Regions from separate parts of the Mus musculus genome. Here region 2 is linked to region 1. Evidence: chromatin contacts called from public promoter capture Hi-C data. All regions are on one chromosome and are shown on one strand. The core of a region is the stretch at or near the end of the contact, and the rest is flanking DNA. Distances in the headings are between cores, read along the strand shown. Region 1 overlaps Arhgap31 (Rho GTPase activating protein 31). Region 2 overlaps B4galt4 (UDP-Gal:betaGlcNAc beta 1,4-galactosyltransferase, polypeptide 4).

Region 1 (6,915 bases), core at 1,412-3,911:
CTCTCTCTCTCTCTCTCTCTCTCTCTCTCTTAAAAAGAGTTATTTGTTTATTATATGTGAGTACACTGTAGCTGACTTCAGACACCCCAGGAGAGGGCGACGTGGTTACTGGGATTTGAACTCAGGACCTTCAGAAGAGCAGACAGTGCTCTTAACCGCTGAGCCATGTCTCCAGCCCCTCTTGGACTTTTCAATAGAGTTTAAAAAGCATAACTCCCATTTGAGGTAGGCCCAGACACAGGGTAAGGATGAGCAAAACAGAAAAAGAACAACACAGGGAGGGTTTCCCATCTCAGCACAGAGTCAAGAGGGCGAGGGCTTAGATGGGGGATTAAAACGCCTGGCTCTTCCTGTTCCACAGCAATCAGATTTAGACCTTTGAGGAGAGCAAGGTACTCCTTTGCATTGTGATGGGAAACTCTCACGGCAGCCCTATGAGCCAGCAGTGACTCCCAGCCTCAGACTTTCATCCCAGCGGAGCGCGCTACTTCTGGATGGAATGAGGGCCAACGTTCCCTTCTGAATTAATACCCCAAGATCCACCATCTTCCTGAACGAAGCTAGAAGCAGCTGGGTCAGAATCTGAGAGCCTCGTCCACCTGCAGATGTGTGGGTTCTTGGTCCTGGTGGTTTACATCGAGGTCCTTCCTGGAGTTATTTTTGTTTGCTTGTTTTGTTTTTGTTTCTCATTTGCATTCCTCATGACTCGCCAACTCACCCCACCCGTAGGGAACGGAAATTTTCGTTAAATAAAACATAAGCCTCAACCTCAGAAGGTTTAAATGTATCTGCTTTGGTATGGCTGGACTCTGATTAACCCCGACGCTATATTTACTCTGCCAAAGTCAGAATTCTCCAGGGACTTAGCTGTACATGGTTCTCAGTTCATCTATGGCCCTGCCCTCTACTGATGTCACCGTATGGTCCTCCTGCTCATTGTACCCTCTGGTTTCCTGGGCGGTACAGTTTCCTAATGGTTTCCAGATCCGTGGCTCCGTGGGCTCCGTGGGCTCCAGCCACGGCAGTAGTCTTTTCTAACATCGGGTGGGTTTGCCAATGGGGGATGGGGAGAATTCGGAGAATGCGACTTCATTCTGGTGAGTAGGCTAAGGCCATATGAAGAACCTCCAGGTAGCAGTTTGTCAGCTCCTCTGTGCTCCCACCCCCACCCCAGCATCTTTTCATTTCCTGCCTGATATTCCTGAGCCACAGGCAGCCATTGTTTCCAGAACAGCTTTGCTTGGAAGCCCTTGGTACTGAGGCCTCCCAGTGCTTCCTGTTGTTACAAGGCTTCTTTTTCCTGCTAAAAACAAGAGCACATCCTGCCGCATGTAACCCTTTTCAGGCGATTTATGTCTTGCACAAGCTTGTCTAGTGACTGAAAACACTGGCTGCTTTATACACTTATTTTATTTAATATTTTAAAAAAATTTATTCTTTGAGGATGGCCGGTTGGCTCAGTGGGTAAAGGCACCTGCTATCAACCCTGACGACCGAAGTTCCATCCTCGGGCCTGCAATGATTGAAGGCACAGAACCAACTACCACAAGGTGTCCTCTGACCTTCAAACCCTCCAAGCCTCAAGCAAATAAATAAAATGTAATTTAAAAATAAAAAATTGTCATTGTACAAGGATTGTAAGTAATTATTTAAAAATTAAAAATTGTCATTGTACAAGGATTGTAAGTAATTAGTAGACAAAACAACAACAACAACAACAACAAAAAACAAAAACAAAAAAACCCCAAAAAACCTACAGATGGATGTAAGAATAAGAGTCATCCAATCGCATCCTCTGTATTAGTTAGCAATGAAAGTGCTTCAGTGTCTGTGATGTAAGAGATGTGTCCACAGCCACACAGTTTACCACGGGACTTAGGTGGGGCTTGCGGCAGGAGCTATTCCCAACAGCTTATAAGAGGCAGGGAGTTCTGTCAAGAACCAGCGTCTTAGAAGAACAGCCTAGGGGAGGGTCTCCATATTAATGTACAAAAGGGTCTCCCGGGAGCTGACAGAAAACAAACTCAGAAAGAGTTCCCTGAAAGGTGTTAGGAACACTCTTGGAGAAAGATCAATAATGTGTGTGTGTGTGTATTAGTATGTATGTATGTATGTATGTATGTATGTATGTATGTGTGTATGTGTGTGTGTGTGTGTGTGTGTGTGTGTGTGTGTATGTATGTATGTATGTATGTATGTATGCATGTATGTATGCATGTTTGGCGTGAAAGGAGGAGTGGGTCAGTTGCTACACCAAGCTTTTGAAGACACAGATCTGCCCGTGCGTGAGATAGCAGAATCTCCATCCTTTCCTCGACATCACTCTCTCTACTTACATGTGGGACCCTGAAGACCTTGTCACCCCTTTCCCAGACTGGAAAACACCCCAGCAGATACTGAGACTATGGTCTTTAAAACCTATGCGAGAGACGCCAACCCTAAGACTAGTCCATCCACTTCAGAGAAAGTCGTTTTCAAAGCAACTCCAATCCCTGCACACCTCTGAAGAGTCAAGGCCTTCGCTTATGATGCGGATCATGAGAGCCTGAGTCATTTAAGTCTTGGCTTTGTGGCCCCCGGGGGAACGGAACTGAGCTCTAAGGGTGGACTCTGCAGCCGGTGCCCCTCCCCCTTTCCGTATCACAAACTGGTTCTCACACTGTGTTCCTGCAGAGGGGCCTCCCCTGCACCTCAGCAGACAGGGCTTTTATCTCTCATGGAAAGCCAGGCAAACACTCACAGCAATCTGTGGTTTGTTAAAACCACAAGGCACGGTGACATTCAGGCTTCTGTCCCGAAGATTAGCAGCTCAAACATCAGTCCCATCCTCTGAAGACCCAACCAGAGGCCCACACTGAGAGCCCCTGGTCTGCTCCCTCCTCCCACGTCAGTGCTATCTTCAGACATGATTTTTGCCAGATATGTCTGGGATTAAGGCTGAAAGCTTATGACTTGGAAGGGACTTGGTTAAACACGCCTGACTCGGTGCCAGGCAACCTGAGGCCCCAGGACGTTCAGGGCTCCATCCACGGCCACCCAGCTCAACAGCAGCGAAGCCCGGAGCTGGAGAGAGACTGAACCACGGCAAGAGTCGTGTGCCAAGTGCTTCAGATCTCCTTTCTCTCTAATTTTCAGAATTAAGGCTTAACTACCCAGTAGGCTTCTCTGTGACCAAGCTAACACACACTTTGATGGCAGATGTAATTCAGGGTGTTCAAACTTAAGACTCTCCCTTAGTGGTCAAGTCAAATTAATCATGTTTATCTGATCCCCCACAAGTAGAGCGATGGGCCAGACTCCTGTGTGACTCAAAGTTGTACCTTAGTACGCTGCACATGGCATCAGCTTGCAGGCAGGTTAGTTCAATTACATGGCAGCTAAATATCGGGTAGAGCAAAAATGTCAGGCAGAGCCCTTGTTCGTTCTGTAGCTGTGGGCCAGAGTCATTGGATTTAATGACATCTTTCTGCAGAGGAAAGGGAGCGGGCTGCCAGAGACTGCCTCCCCTCTGTAAATATGCAATCTTCTGATCCCATGCAAAGAGGAGAGGAGGTTCGTTTATTTTTGTAAGGATCTGGTGATTCCTGTTTGAAGAGGGTGTAGGCTTGCAAAGGATTGTCCAAGGCTTAAATTTCCTGCACAGAGATGGAAGTAGTAGGCTCTAAGGGTGTGGTCACAGCTGGGAGGGAGTGTCCTCAGGCTAGGTGCTGTGAAAGAATACTGAGGACTGCAGAGGAGATCTGAGAGACATTCTTGGCCATCAGCTCCAGGGAAGATGGGGCAGATTCTCAGGCCGAGGGCCCAATGGAAGATCAAGGGGATTGACTGGTCAGGAGCCAGGAGGTGTGACCCACTCTCTACCTACAAGAGCTGGCCTAGGGAGAGTAGGCAAAGGGCCTTTAAGTGACCACATATGAGAGATGGACAAGGCCTGATAGCTTTTATGATCTGACTCAAGATAAGAAGTCCCTGACGTTTGTCTTGTGATTTGCAACCGTGTGCTGATCCTACTTGGCGAACTTCAGTAATTGTCTCTAAGCATCTGAGAAGGAGACAGAGCAAGGGAAAAGAGGTCGCTGTTCGGGTCTCTGCATGAGACAAACCGAGGTCATAACCCACCCTCTTCTATAGCTCCCAGGTAGATTTACCCATCCAGACCTTCTTGGTGCCTATTCTGTGCATAGGGACTGAGTACCAGGTATCAAGGACATAGCCAGAAGCAGAGCTGGAGTCCTCACCTTCGGGGGCCTTGTGTGTTGTGGGAAGAAGTACATAAATCTTTCTCTGGCTTCTAGTTAAGTAAATGAGCTCTGGAGCCAGGCTGCCTGTGTTTTCACCCTTTCACCATTGCTTCCTACAAGGGAGATCAGGGCATGTATTCTGTAGACAGAATACCATCATTCTAGTGTGCAGGGAAAAGTCCAGTTTACCATAGCTTCCTTCCCTCCCCTCCCCTCCCCTCCCCTCCCCTCCCCTCCCCTCCCCTCCCCTTTCCTTTCCTTTATCTGAGTACATTGTCACTGTCTTCAGACACATCAGAAAAGAGCATCGGATCTCATTACAGATGGTTGTGAGCTACCATGTGGTTGCTGGGAATTGAACTCAGGACCTCTGGAAGAGCAGTCATTGCTCTTAACCACTGAGCCATCTCTCCAGCCCTACCATAGCGTTCTTTCTCTTTAAAACATTTCTCATTTGGAGTAAAGAAATTATATGGTCACTTTACTAAGAAGGTTTGGTTTGCACATTTGTAAATTGGAGTTCATGATAAAATCTAGGGATAGTTGTGGGATTTGGGGAAAATGCTTAAAACAGTGTGTTAGTTCATAGCCAGATATCATGTAGGGCAGAGAAAGAGAGAGAGGAGAGAGAGACAGAGAAAGAGAGAGACAGAGACAGAGAGAGACAGAGAAAGAGAGACAGAGACAGAGAGACAGAGACAGAGAGAGACAGAGAGAGCATGAACTTTGGAGCACACAGCTCTGAAAGGGACATTTCTACCAAATCTCTCTTCTCAGAGCTCAGGGGAATGGGTGGAAGAGGGGGCAAAAAGATTGTAAAAGCCACAGGGGACAGGGGACACCAGGAGAACTCAGGCCCTCTGAATCAACTGAGCAAGGCGCGCATGAGCTCATGGGAACTGAAGCAACAAGCACAGGAACCGCCCAGGTCTGCACCAGGTCCTCTGCATGCGTACTGTAGTTTTCAGCTTAGTACTTTTATAGGACTCCTGAGTGTGACCAAGTGGATCTCTGAGTCTCGTGCCTACTTTTGGGGCTTTTATTCTGTTGGTTTGCCTGCTCCAGCCTTGATGTGATGGCTTTTGTTTTGTCTTATTATATTTTGTCACGTGTGGTTGTTTCTATCACTTAGAAGTCTCTTTTCTAATAAGAGACATAAAAGGCTAATCATCAGGGAAATGCAAATCAAAACAACCCTGAGATTCCACCTCACACCAGTCAGAATGGCTAAGATCAAAAATTCAGGTGACAGCAGATGCTGGCGTGGATGTGGAGAAAGAGGAACACTCCTCCATTGTTGGTGGGATTGCAGGCTTGTACAACCACTCTGGAAATCAGTCTGGCGGTTCCTCAGAAAACTGGATATAGTACTACCGGAGGATCCAGCAATACCTCTCCTGGGCATATATCCAGAAGATGCCCCAACTGGTAAGAAGGACACATGCTCCACTATGTTCATAGCAGCCTTATTTATAATAGCCAGAAGCTGGAAGGAACCCAGATGCCCCTCAACAGAGGAATGGATACAGAAAATGTGGTACATCTACACAATGGAGTACTACTCAGCTATTAAAAAGAATGAATTTATGAAATTCCTAGGCAAATGGATGGACCTGGAGGGCATCATCCTGAGTGAGGTAACACATTCACAAAGGAACTCACACAATATGTACTCACTGATAAGTGGATATTAGCCCCAAACCTAGGATATCCAAGATATAAGATACAATTTCCTAAACACATGAAACTCAAGAGAAATGAAGACTGAAGTGTGGACACTATGCCCCTCCTTAGAAGTGGGAACAAAACACCCTTGGAAGGAGGTACAGAGACAAAGTTTGGAGCTGAGATAAAAAGATGGACCATGTAGAGACTGCCATATCCGGGGATCCATCCCATAATCAGCTTCCAAATGCTGACACCATTGCATACACTAGCAAGATTATGCTGAAAGGACCCTGATATAGCTGTCTCTTGTCAGAGTATGCCTGGGCCTAGCAAACATAGAAGTGGATGCTCACAGTCGGCTATTGGATGGATCACATGGCCCCCAATGAAGGAGCTAGAGAAAGTACCCAAGAAGCTAAAGGGATCTGCAACCCTATAGGTGGAACAACATTATGAACTAACCAGTACCCCGGAGCTCTTGACTCTAGCTGCATATGTATCAAAAGATGTCCTAGTCGGCCATCACTGGAAAGAGAGGCCCATTGGACACGCAAACTTTATATGCCCCAGTACAGGGGAACGCCAGGGCCAAAAAAGGGGAGTGGGTGGGTAGGGGAGTGGGGGTGGGTGGCTATGGGGGACTTTTGGTATAGCATTGGAAATGTAAATGAGCTAAATACCTAATAAAAAATGGAAAAAAAAAGAGACATAAAAGGCGTGGATCTGGAGGGAGGGGAGGGGAGGGGAGGGGGAAGAACTGGGAGGAGTAAAGGGAAAGAAACTGTAAATGGAATATATTGTATGAGAAAAGATTCTAATTTTAATCAATATTGGTAACAACGAAAACAGTGCCTTAGAATCCCAATGATATAAACAACTTCCTGTCAACTGCTTGCTTCTCTCTGTGTGCCTCACACCCTGCACCTGCCCTGTATGAAAAGGGTCCTCATGTCTCCACAAAGGGCTTCATGGAAGATTCTGTCATATGGGGTAAACATGCAGGCCA
Region 2 (6,915 bases), core at 2,008-4,507, 110 kb after region 1:
CACTATTTTTAGTTTGTTTTCCTTTTCAAAAGATTGTGTGTGTGTGTGTGTGTGTGTGTGTGTGTGTGAGGGGTCTCTCTTATTATTTCTGCTGCTGCATACTCCAGGTTAGCGTATCTGACAGCTTCCAGGCAGTCCTCCTATTCCCACCTTCCCTCTTATCACAGGGTTGCAGGGGTTTTCACTTCATCTGGCTTTTTTTTTTTTTTTTTTTTTTTTTTTAATTTAAACTTTAGTTGAACCAGTCATTGGTTGGCCATTCCCACAAGTTCTGCACCACCTTTACCCCAACACACCATGTGGGCAGGACAGATTAGAGGTTGAAAGATTTGTGGCTGGGTTCGTGTTCAGTCTCTGTACTGGGAGCCTTGTCTGGTTATAGAGCCATGTGGCTTTTCTATGTTCGTTCTGGGTGTTAAACCCAGGCTGTTAGGCATGTGTGGCCGTTTCCTAAGACCCTCTTTTATCATCTCTTCTGTTTTCTTTCATCTTCCTGCCTTTCCCCGCTTTCCCCTTCCTTCTTGGCCAGGCTAGCTTGAAACTCTCGATCCTCCTGAGTACTGAGAACATAGGCATGTGCTGTGTTGTTGGTTTTTCTTTCTTTCTTTATGAACAGAAACATGCCTACTTTGTTACTCTTTCTAGGAAACTGCTGCTGTAACTTCAAAGAATCGCTTATGATTTTGTTATGATAAGCTGTCAAGTGAGACTTTATTTTTACAGCACTCAGCTAGCCTTGAGCAAAGTGGTACTGAAAAGTCCTGGTGTCATGTAGCACGTTAAATGTTGATGATCTTACAGGCCGTATTAAGGAATAGCCTCTGTCATTAGTGTTGTAACAGGATTTTGTTGAGCCATTTCCAAGAAAGTTTTAAGTAGCTTAGAAGTATTAGCAGCAGCCTTCTCGGTTGATAGGGCACAGTTTCCTCATGCTTCCTGACAAGTTCTTAGCTTAGTCTCTTGGAAGTTCATTGTCAGTGCCCAGGGTTAGCTGGAGCTCAGCCAGCAGCCGACAGGAAAGCAGTAACAGTAACTGTTGTGACAAGAACCTTCTAGGGGCTTTGTCGCTTCCTGTGGAATCCATTAAGACCCTTTAAAAACTGAGCTTAGAAGAACACTTCACACGAGCTCCAGCCTCTTAATAAATTGAAGTGCACAATTCTGTTGCTTTATTTTTATTTGTATTTTAAAACTACATTGCATTTTTTTTTTTTGGTGCTAAAGAATACCACGTAAAAATTATCTCAGCTACTTTCTCATTTTTTAAAAACCATCTTGTTAACTTTTAAGTGTACTGTTGAGTAGTGTTACGTATGTGTGGGAATGTGTGGAGAGATGATTCAGCAACTCGACCACATCAGGCTCTGGCAGAGGGCAAAGCTCAGATCCTTAGCTCACTTCCAGCAGCTTACAACTGCCTGCAACTCCAGATCTTGGGACCTGATGTCCACTTCTGCCCTCAGAGGCCACTTACACCCATGTAGTATGTGTGCGAGCACACACACACACACACACACACACACACACACAAACACACACACCATGCACCCACACAACACACTGAAAAATAAAATTATTCTTTAAAAATGAAGCTGTTTTCTGACCAGGTTTGATGGCTCATTCTTTTTTTTTTTTTTTTTTTTTTAGTAGATATTGTCTTTATTTACATTTTAAATGTCCCCTTTCTTAGTTTCCCTTCTGAAAATCTCCTCTCCCCTCCCCTCTCCCCCTGCTCACCAACCCACTCACTCCCTGCTTCCTGGCCCTGGCATTCCCCTACACTGGGGCAAAGAGCCTTCACAGGACCAAGGTCCTCTCCTCCCATTGATGGCCAACAAGGCCATCCTCTGCTACATATGCAGCTAGAGGATGGCTCATTCTGTTATCCCAGCATTTGGGAGTCTGAGGCAGGAGAATTGCAGTGAGTTTCAGGCCAGCTTGGAGAAATGTCTCAAAAACAGAAACAAACTTTACTCTCATACAACCAATCTACTGGACTTTTAGTCTTTTCACCTAAGCAAATTATCCACCATCAGACAACTTGCTAGGCCCAACGGGATGCTTTTAAATTATAGAATATAGATATGCATGAAACACAAAGCCCAAACCCAATGGTTTGTTTGTTATGATTGCATTTCCTCTGTTAGACCCTAGAGTATGTTGTCTTGCTAATAAGCAGAGGTAATATAACACTCCTAAATGGCGGTGGAGGAGAGCACTTTTCTTTGGAACTCTTCATTTTCACGTGTGTTTTCCGTAGACGGGAAGTAAAAAGTTTAACCGAGCCAAGCTCCTGAACGTGGGCTATCTGGAAGCTCTCAAGGAGGAGAACTGGGACTGCTTCGTATTCCACGACGTGGACCTGGTGCCTGAGAATGACTTCAACCTCTACACCTGCGGTGATCAGCCCAAGCACTTGGTGGTGGGCCGGAACAGCACGGGCTACAGGTAAGGTGGCCCTGGCTGGGCGGCGTACTTACTGCGAGCGAGCGAGGCCATGATGTGGTGTCCGGAGTGAGTTAGGGAGGCGAGAAATGGGGAAAGACGCCCATTTTCCCTTAATGTGCAGAGCAGCAGTTAAAGGATAAAGTAAGGAGAAAAAAAAGGTCTCCCAAAACCTTGGCAAGAAACACAAAGACAAAGGGAAAGGGCAGGAGAAAGAATGTGACCCACGCAATTGTACGGGGCGGCCTGTAGTGTCTGTGGGGGCCCCCCGCCCTGCAGTACCTGTGGTGGGACTTGACAGGCTTTCCCACACAGGAGAACTTTAATAACCTGCCCATCCAGCTTGATTTCCTCTCCCAGACAATTCCATGGCGCCCTCTAGGCCAGTGTTTGAATTGAACATCCTGTCTATTTTGGGGACATCTTGCCAGAGTTCTAGGAAAGGGCGGGGCCGCACATGTCCACCTTCGTAGACTGCTTGGGAACCAGGATATCCAGGACAAGTTCCTGCCTTTCAGAGCTGCCATGGGAAATTCCACCATCCATCCTTCCGCTCTCTAGCTGTCTCCCAATAGAGGAATATGACCTTTAATTGTATTTAATACCAGCTCCTAGTCAAATATAACCGGCTGGGATGTATCAGATGCAGGTAAGCTCTATGTAAATTAAGCTGACTGTACACACACTTCCCTGTCACCTTCCTCCAAGGCCTGCTACTCCTGTGGAGCTATGCCACTAGGCTAGGGGCCAAGAGGCCAGTCTGGAGAGGCAGAGAAAGTGCTGGTGCAAGGAAACAGGAAGTTCCTATGGAGAAGCAGATGCAGGCATCTGCGTGGAGCTGGAGAGCACACAGCCGCAAGCAGTCAGTTAGGAGGAGGGAGGGGGAAGTGTGTGTGAAACTAAAACTAACCTGGAAAAGAGGGTGGGAGACTGCCAGACCCTGCAGAGCGAGAAAGGGAAACTGACCGACTCTTGATCAACTTCCTTGGTCTTTGCTCCTGTGTTGCTCTTTCGAAGTAGGTCTCTTACTTTGGATCACTTAAGAGGATGCTTTTGTGACTCCCATGAGAAGTCCTCTTCGGTGGGAGCGTAACCCCTTCCTTGTGAGGTCCCCGGGACAAATCACAGTTTGATTCCACCAGAGTTCCAGCAGTGTGCTTCTGAGGTTTGCTTACAGACCATGCGTGAGAGGCTGCTGGCAGGAGCACAGGTGACCTGAAAGCAGCCTTCCTGGAAGGTCTGCAGTCAGCATGGAGGTCAGGGTCCCTGTGCCCACACAGATGGCAGCGCTTCGGGTTGATCTTCCCTAGCCTCTCTAACTTAGCATCTCCCCCGACCTCAAGGTCACGTGCACTTAGGAGTGTACTTAGACCATGAGGCTGGGAGGAGCAACAGGAACAAGAGGTGAGGGTCCACTTAACCTCGGTGTTCTCTCCTTCTCTGAGGAAATGTCATCAGGTTACATGCCCAATTGTGACCGACTCTTAACCTCCTAACTTTAGGCATTCTGTTCCTGCCCCATTCCTTTTTCTAATTACTCAAGGGGAGGAGGTGGCGGGGGGTGGGTGGGTGGGAGGGGGGATTAAGGACAGGCTGTGGACTGAGAGAGTCTACATTGTATCATGGTGTTAACCTGGCCATCAGCATGAAGAGATAATTGTCCACTGGGACCTGATTTTGACCTTACACTCTGGTGTGACCATCATGGCCTCCATCAGAGACTGTGCACTTTAAGAGATGGCCTGTACCTAGCTTGCTGTTTAACTTTCCCTTACATCTGGCCAGACACTGCTGCTCTTCCCAGACACCATCAGCAAGCCTTTGTCTTCCTTGCAGAATCGAATACGCTTACCTTGTGATTTAAATGTAAGCTCGGAGAAAAACGGTGGCCCAGAGTGTGTATGTGTGTGCATGCGTGCACACACGCTGACGAGAGAAAAACATGAGGCCTTTGCAGTATGCAGGTTCTCCACCACTGAGTTATATTTGCTTTGTACTTCTTACCCATCCCTTCAGACTTAGATCTTACTTTGGTCCAGTTTTATTGTATGGATCATGCACATGCCCACCTGCCAGTCCCCCCCCCCCCCCGCCCCTTTTGTGGCACCTCCTTACCATTGCTATCCTGGGCAAAATTCTGCTGCAGGTGGCAGGCAATTTCAGTTTCAGGGTCTCCGTGACTTCTGATGGCAGCTCTGTATCACTGTGTTATAACATCACTGAGCTCTGGCTTCTTCATTGTCCCAACAGCCCCATGGGTGTAGGTATAAGAAATGTTTTCGCCTACAATCACAAAGAGGAAGAGGAGGGACACTGGGTCTCTGTTCTCTAGGCCTTGTAGGAAATATGGACTTGTTCCTTTTGCCTCATGCATGCGAATCTATAAGGAGGTTGGTATTGTTGACATCAAGGGACTGGGCACTGTTCATAAGGAAATGTCCCTTAAGTGTGACTGTGGCAAAACTGGAAGAGTCTACATCACCACCCAGCGTGCTGTGGGAATCATTGTAAGCTAGCAAGTTAAGGGCAAGGTTCTTGCCAAGAGAACTCATGTGTGACTTGAGCATATCAAGTACTCTGAGACCAAAGACAGCTTCCTGGAAGGGGTGAAGGAAAAGGATCAGAAGTCAAGGAAGCCAAAGAGAAGGGCACCTGGGATCAGCTAAAGTACCAGCCTGCGCCACCCAGAGCTGGACACTTCGTAGGAGTCTGAGCTGCTGGAGCTAATCCTGTATGAATTTGTAGCTTAAGGTACGAAAAGGAATAAACAGCCTGGACTGTGAAACAGAACCAAACCAAACCAAATGGAAATGTTTTCACCTGCCACACATTCAGTGGCAGGAAGTTAAAGTACCTTGCCCAAGTGTTTCAGATTCATGGTGAATTTTGTTGCTAATAACTCCTCCGTGCCCGCCTCCTTTCTCCAAGGACTCCATTGTAACTGTATGACTCCATCTTCCTCATTCTGGGGACCTTACAGCCCTTTAAAATATAGTTGTAAACTCACTTGAGGGCCTCTTAAAATGTACCCTCTTCCAGAAAAAGGATCAAAAGCAAAAGTCAGTACACACAGAGGCGTTTGCTGGATAACAACGGTAAGAGCAGTTCTGTGGTTTCCCTGGAGGCATCTGCTGCTCCTCCCCACAGCAAAGCTGGGCTCAGTGCTCCTTAGCCTACGCACTTCCTCACCAGGGTCTCACACCGTATCCTCCCTCATCTGTACATCTGGGTCCTTCCAGACCCTGCTCCTCTTGCTGTGGCTGTGGTTCCTAAGAACCTGGGGTTGTTCAGTTCAGAGCTCTAGGAGGGAAGGCCCCCGGTAATCCTGTGCTCTCAGCTAGCTACTTGGAGCATCGTAAGTACTAGCAGTCCCTTCTAGAGCATGCATGCCAGGTCTCTCATAAAAACTTCTCTTTGCTGCCTAGGAGGTTATGTGGGGCCACTATTTCTATCCACATGGCCCTGATGTAGCTGTTTTTGGTTTTGTTTTGTTTTGTTTTGTTTTGTTTTATGATAGTTAAGAGTCCCTTCATTGTTAAGTTCATGAATGTGATCGTGATGGTCAGTCTTGGTTTTCAACTTGACTAGACTGAGAGGGGGCAATAAGATCAGTTGGATATAGCTCAGAGGTGCCTGGGAAGGCATCTCCAGAGACAGTCAGATTATGATGGCAATGACCAAATCAGTGATTAATGATGGATTTATAATCCTATGACATTAATGGGAAGTGGTGGGTATTTTTAGATTTGGGGTTGTGGGTATTTTTAGACTTGGAGGAAGCGGGTCACTAGAAGTGTGTCCCCAGGGACTATATATTGTCCTGTTCCTCGTCCTCATCTTTGTGTCTTAACTGTCATGAAGTGAGTAGCCGTCCCTACCAACCATATCTTTTCCACTGTGATATTCTCACTGGCCACAGGCCCATCAGCAATGGAGCGAGCTGGCCATGGACTGAAGGAAACTATGAGCAAAAATAAAATTGCCCTCTTTTAAGATTGTTTCCCGCAGGTATTTTCATGGTAAAAGTTGATAAATATAACTATATCTCTAACTGTTATGGGATACATAGGGACTAGTTTGTATGAGGAGCATAGAAACCACTCAACCTCAGAGGAGCTTTGGGGATACCAGGTGTTAGGTTGGAAATGTCTACAGTGTATTGAGTGTCATTCTTTTGGGTTTTCTTTTTGTCTGGAAAACATCGGTATTTAGTTGGCTGAAGTCCGTGAAAAGTTTGAAATCGTCTCTGTGGTCACATGGTTCTGTTTAGTAGCTCCCTCCAGCTGCAGTTTGGGAGGATGCCAGAGTTGTATTAAGGGTTAGCCTTAGCCCAGCTTGCTGACAGGTCAGTGGGATAAGAGTCCTTTTATCCTGGGAGCTACTCTCTGACATTCCTCCCACCCTATTGTCCTAGGCCTTTGGCTTCCTCTTCTCCTTATTAGTCTTAACAGTGGTTCAGCGGATGTTCAA

The links. Capture Hi-C pulls out chosen DNA fragments and counts their contacts.
Region 2: a promoter capture Hi-C map of adipose tissue shows a contact between it and region 1. The contact joins two enhancer-like sites. A contact is called at or near these places in 2 of 115 datasets of contacts at active chromatin or transcription factors (CD8 T cells and T-cell acute lymphoblastic leukemia) and 3 of 9 other capture datasets (adipose tissue, liver and pancreatic islet).

The regions. Positions count from the first base shown.
Region 1 is chr16:38,650,895-38,657,809 of GRCm38.p6, forward strand. All of the region lies in intron 1 of Arhgap31 (Rho GTPase activating protein 31), which reads right to left. It overlaps Gm36482 (a long non-coding RNA gene), which reads left to right. Exons shown (of 6, transcript XR_003951954.1): 5 at 362-1,097; 6 at 1,444-1,599. Among named protein-coding and RNA genes, the nearest start is that of Gm36482, 39 kb to the left of the region's middle. Within about 2 kb of position 2,662, at least 100 of the 459 cell types and tissues checked have an H3K27ac peak or open chromatin away from gene starts, as enhancers often do. A contact at or near this core is called in adipose tissue and liver, where this site is marked.
Region 2 is chr16:38,755,419-38,762,333 of GRCm38.p6, forward strand. It overlaps B4galt4 (UDP-Gal:betaGlcNAc beta 1,4-galactosyltransferase, polypeptide 4), which reads left to right. Exons shown (of 7, transcript NM_019804.4): 4 at 2,261-2,448. Among named protein-coding and RNA genes, the nearest start is that of B4galt4, 17 kb to the left of the region's middle. Within about 2 kb of position 3,258, at least 51 of the 459 cell types and tissues checked have an H3K27ac peak or open chromatin away from gene starts, as enhancers often do. A contact at or near this core is called in adipose tissue and liver, where this site is marked.